2 separate regions of the Macaca mulatta genome follow, and region 1 is linked to region 2. The links are chromatin contacts, called in public Hi-C maps. All regions are on one chromosome and are shown on one strand. Each heading gives the region's core, a stretch centred on a gene start, on an enhancer-like site or on the middle of the called end of the contact. The rest is flanking DNA. Distances are from core to core; before and after follow the strand shown.

Region 1 (2,700 bases), core at 90-2,589, 54 kb before region 2:
GAAAAGGACAACTTTACTATTCCAGCTAAAAGTGCACGTGCCTTTTTTGTTGTTGTTGTTAGGAAGGAAAAGGCACTCTCCCACCCCCCCACCCCAAATCCGTTACAACATTAAGTATGTCTCGGGGAAAAAAACTGTTCTATGCAGGAAATTGTAGACGAAAATCTATATTCGCCCCAAAGCGGCACAGGGCCATCTTAAGAAATCTGCTTTTAGAGACGCAGGGAAAATTCTATAAGATTCCACAAACAAAATCAACACAATATAGGGAAGTTTATGTTCCTTTCTGTCCCCCCACCCCCAAAAAGCGGGAACCCATCCCTCAAAAGTCATTCCCGGGTAAATAAGGGATCGTCTGCATGAGAGGGGGACGAAGAAGGCGCACGTTACAGTTCCAGTATCCGAACACGTTCGGATTAAACCCGCGGTGGCGGGGAGGAGGGGGTTGGTCACAGACTACGGAACACTAGGTACTGGGTAAGCCAAGCGGCGGCTGCCTTCAAACACGGATTCTGTTTCCGTGCACAGAAATGGTGCCCGGAGGCCGCTACTTTCGCATCTGCGTCGCTTCTGCCTCCGCCGACAAAACCTCTTTTCCCCTCCCCCACGGGCGGGGCGGCGACGGCCTCCCCGCTCCGAAGGAACAGGGAATAAGAGCCGAAAACGATTCGGAAACAGGAACGGTGGGCTACGCACCCTAAAACATCCCCTCCAGAAAGCCTACTCCCACACTTCCTGTATTAAGCTTCCATCAGCGCGCCTTCGGGAGCTGCTGCGTGCCCCCCTACTTCGCCACCTCATCCCCAACAAACCTCAACCCCACCTGTGCCTTCGGAGCCCTCTGCACGCAAGACGCTCGCGGGTCACCTCCCTTCCCAGGCGGCCTCCCACCCCTCACCTAGAGGAAAGACTGGTCTTCTCTCACGCACACACGGCAGCGTAGGGAGCCGGCAAGAACAATGTCTCTGCCGCTACACCTCCGGCTCCCGGGCTCACACACCGGACGATTACCTCGCGCCGCGGAGTGCGAAGAAAATGTCCCTTTCCGACCACCACACCGACCTCCCCTCCCGGCCCCCGTACACACCTCCAGCCAACGGCGCCGGCGGGTACGTCGCGCGGAGGTCAGAAGAGTCGCTGAGGACCGGGTGCGGCGGGTTCTTCTTGCTCGCCGCCCCCTTCCTCCGACAACTCGGAAGCCTCGGAAGCCGGAGAGCCGCGAGTTCGTCTGCTTCACAACCACCTCTTCCCGGGCGCCAGGCGCTGCGACGAGCGACAAGGACCAGGGACGTCCCGCCCCCTTTGCCGCCGCCCCCTCTTATTGTTTTACCCCTGCCGAAAGGGCCAGGGAACCCCCGAGCACAGCGTCAGCCAATCACGCATCTCCTCCCGAACCGGGCCCAACCTTCCCGTGTCCCTCTGCGGAGCACGCGCAGTACGCTGCCGCGCTCGCACACGCTCGCGCCCGGAAAGCCGGGGAACCGGAACCGGCCTAAAGCCAAGATAAGAGTCCGCTGATTTGACGTCACAAGCAGGCTGCCTTTCTCCTGCCCCGAGGCTCCAGGCTTGCCGCCCTTCTTCCTTGCCGCCCTTCTTCCTGATCGCGCAAGCGAGAGCTGGTTCGCAGCAACGCAGTGTCTTTTGTAGACTGATACTCTGGTCCCTTTTATTAATGGGAAGGAGGGAATTTAGTAATCTTTCTGAACTAGGTGTCTGCAGGTTGCTGCTGTAGACGAGCTTAAAATGCAGCCGGTGATTTCAGCTGTTTGCACACTAAACTCACCTACATTGTTTATTTAACCCATCCTAGGTTTTAAGCCCCACCAAGAGGCCCTGCAGTAAAGGAAGAATATGACGTGGGCTTTACAGAGGGGGAAAAGACTATTTCTTTGTGTGCTTGTTACGAATTTAGGCATGGCTAAATATCAATACATACTAAAGCATTTTACATACTAAAGCTGAAAGGCCTGAAATATCAGGATTACAGTCCTAGTCTAGCTCTAAGCCCAGACTTGCCCCCAGGGTGAGACACTGGTGACCTTGTTTCATGGAAAAAGCCAAGCCAAATCTTGTAGTCAAGGAAGACACTTCGCATCTTAGGTCTGGCAGTGTTTTCAGAGAATACCGAGATAGCACAGGAATTTTGGAATGAAAGACTGATAAAATGTTCAAAGAAATGTAAAGAAAAAAATACATTAATGAATGCTTTCGAACTAAACATGGTGGACGCAGGCATATACATTTCATCAGTTTTTTCGCAGTCCTATAAGGGCATTTTTAAGGTATTTGGCACGTGAAGACAATATGTCAAATACCTTAAATATTGGCAGAGGCAATGCCAACATTAGGGACTCCAAAATCTACAATATCTTTACCTTTAGACTGCTTAAAGATATTGTTATATGCAAAATATTTGGGCAGACCATCACTTTAATGAAATGAACCTGATGTTTTTCCTTAACGCATCAAAATACATGCTGGCTGTCCTTTAATATACTGGGCTTATATACCAGGCATTCTTGTAATTACACAGCCTTCTAAGGCTCACAGTAACCCTGTGAACTAGTTCCTTTTTTTGTTTTTTAGACGGAGTCTCTCTCTGTCGCCCAGGCTGGAGTGCAATGGCATGGTCTCGGCTCACTGCAACCTCCGCCCGCCGAGTTCAAGTGATTCGCCTGCCTCAGCCTCCCTAGTAGCTGG
Region 2 (2,700 bases), core at 75-2,574:
AGATTTTAAGAGGACTGACATGAACAGATGTTTTGCTGTTGTTAGTCTCACCCAAGGATGGACTGGAGATTGGACTGGAAGGAAGCCAGAGCTGAATGCAGACAAACTAGTTAGGAGGCTGTTGCTGTAATCTCAATGAGAAATGATGAGAAGAACGTAATCTATGTCACACGCATCGAGGATGGAGAGCAGAGGACCTATTTAAGAAATATTCTATAAACAGAAATGATAGGACATGACTATTGATTGGACACGTGTGGGTGGAAAGCCAGAGTCTAAGATTCTTCCCAGCTTCCTGTCTAGCTTAGGCAATTATTTGGACAGTGGTACTACTGAGCACGCACGCACACAGTAGAAGCAGCATATTGACTTTTTTCTTTACGGGAGGCAGGGGTAGATGATGAGCTCAATTTTAAATGCTGAATCTGAGACCCGTGGGGAATCCAAGGGGAGAGGTCCATGAGTCAGTTAGCTAACTAGACCTGTGCTTTTTAGCCTCAAGAAATGTACAAGACTATTCTAGAAGCGTGTGTACTGACAACCTCACTGCCAAAGGAACAGGCATATCAATTAGAGAAAGACATTTTTTCACGTTAAAAAAAAAATTGAAAACACAGGGGTTGAGAGTTAATAACAAAACATTATGTTACTCGCCAAACTGCCACAGCAGAACAATGTATTTCTCTAGCAAGCTAAATGTAGGGTTTGGTGGGTTTCCTCCTGATGACACTTGAAAATAGAGGTGTACCTGGTGTTTAGATCTAGGAATTCCTTTCAGCAGGTTTGAAGAGAAAGAGCTGAGAAATGCGCCCTCCAGTGGCAGTGGAATGAGGGGTGTCTAGTAACCCTTTTTACCACCAAACAAAGCCCTGTAAATAAATGCAATTTACCGGGATCAGAAAGCCACAACGCTGGTACTAGTAAACCGTCAAACCAAGCGAACCCTCCCAGGGGCCAGGAACCCTTACCTGTCACGTCGGCCGAAGGAAAAATTTCACTTTCGACTCAACAAAATAAGACCTCAGATTTGATAGCTTGCAGTAAGTCCCGCTTGGCAACAATTAAACACCCTGCAAGTCGAAACGCGTAGTCTAATCAAATCCTCTCCAGCCTGCAGGGCCGGGCTTCGACCACGTGGGTGGCTGCGGCCAGCAGGATCAATCCGCGAAGGGCGGGAGGAGGCGTGCCCCTGCGGCGGGAGGCGGGGCCTGCGCAGTGGGTGGGGCTTCGGTGGAACCTAGCTACGAGGTTCCTTTCGCCTCCGCTCCCCTTTTGCCTTCAACCTTCGGGCCGCCACGTAATGCCACGTCCCCGCGCATGCGCATCTTGGCCGCTGGTGGCGGCTGTTTCCGGGCTTAGGGGGCTGGAGTGGCCGCCGAGTTGGAGGCGGTGGTGGCAGCAGTAGGAGAGTGTAGAGTGCGGGACTGGGGGCCAGGCCCTGCGGAGGGCGGGGGAAGTTGTCTTCGTTTTTTTTTCCGGAGGGGCCGGTAAACCTGGTGGCTGAACGGCAAGATGAATTTCCTCCGCGGGGTAATGGGGGGTCAGAGTGCCGGACCCCAGCACACAGAAGCCGAGACGGTGAGAGGAGCAGCGGGTCTGGGACTTGGGAAGGGGTCCGGGCAGGGACGGGGACGGAGCACTCGGAGACCCGAAGGTCACCTCCAGCGTCCCACCATGGAGGGGGATCCACATGCCACCTCCCCCTTTGCCCTCCTTCCGCTCCTGAAATCCCAGAGTTATTCACTGACGCCCCCAGCTCCCTCCCCGTTGCTGCGGCTCGGCCGGACTGACGGCAGCCGCGCCCCACAGCTCTGTAGGCCCCGAAGCTCGGGCTAGGAGAGTGGTCCGCAGGTGGTACCGTCCGGGAAGGGACGGTTCCGGGGCCGAGCTGGCCCGAACTGCCTCCCACGCCCCTCGGGGCCGTGGGCCCCTCCCTCCCTCCTTCCCTTTCGCCTGTGTCTGCACTGGCCGAGAGGAGCCTGAAGTCCTGCTCCCTCCCTTGCAGTCTGAAACTGGGGCGTTGGGGAAGACTGCGAGAAGGTTTAAAACCCAGCTGTTGGTGAGAGCATGTGGCTAAGAATAAAACGATATTCTTTGAAGCACAAGTCCACCTGCTCCTGTCCCATCAACTGGAAGAGCGGTCGTTCTGCCTGGTGTTATTTGTTCAGGTCTCGCTTTTCGGGCTCACCCAAATATATATCGTTTGGCAAATGCTACCTTGGACGTAGTAGGGATCTTTCGCGCTCAAACCCCTTTGGGGACACATCCACCGCTTTCTGCCTGAACTCGTAATGACACGATTTGCAGCGTTATTTAAAAAAAAAAAAAAAAAAAAGTTAGCCACTGAAAACAGTATTTAATAGTTGCTTAGATTCTAGGTTTAGAATATACTTATTTTGAAGTTTGATTAGTGTTTAATGGAACCGAGGGTGTATGCCTTTTTGAAATAAACTGTTTGAGAAGAATTTTAGATCTACATTAAAGTGACCAAGTATAACACTTTAATGGCCAACTTTGTTAATGGGATCCTGAGGGATAATATAGTAGCTTTCATTTGTCAAGCTATTACCTTGTGCTAGGTACTGTGCTGAGCTCTTTATATTCCACATTCTGCTTTCATCGTTAACTACCCTGCAAGATAGGTGAGAGTATTCTCACTTTAAAAGTCAAAAAATGAGGCTAAGAGAGTTCACCTCTTAG

What was found. A called contact is a pair of places that touch in the nucleus more often than the background predicts.
Region 1: a contact with region 2 is called in a Hi-C map of fetal cortical plate, with 2.3 times the contacts expected there. The contact joins the promoter of G3BP2 here to the promoter of USO1 in region 2. A contact is called at or near these places in 4 of 14 Hi-C or Micro-C datasets (cortical neurons, fetal cortex germinal zone, fetal cortical plate and 1 more).

The regions. Positions count from the first base shown.
Region 1 is chr5:58,136,169-58,138,868 of T2T-MMU8v2.0, reverse strand. G3BP2 (G3BP stress granule assembly factor 2) reads right to left here and starts at 1,339. Exons shown (of 11, transcript NM_001261768.1): 1 at 1,088-1,339.
Region 2 is chr5:58,082,538-58,085,237 of T2T-MMU8v2.0, reverse strand. USO1 (USO1 vesicle transport factor) reads left to right here and starts at 1,324. Exons shown (of 24, transcript XM_028848504.2): 1 at 1,324-1,578. The coding sequence starts at 1,513. It also overlaps a transcript of G3BP2 not described here.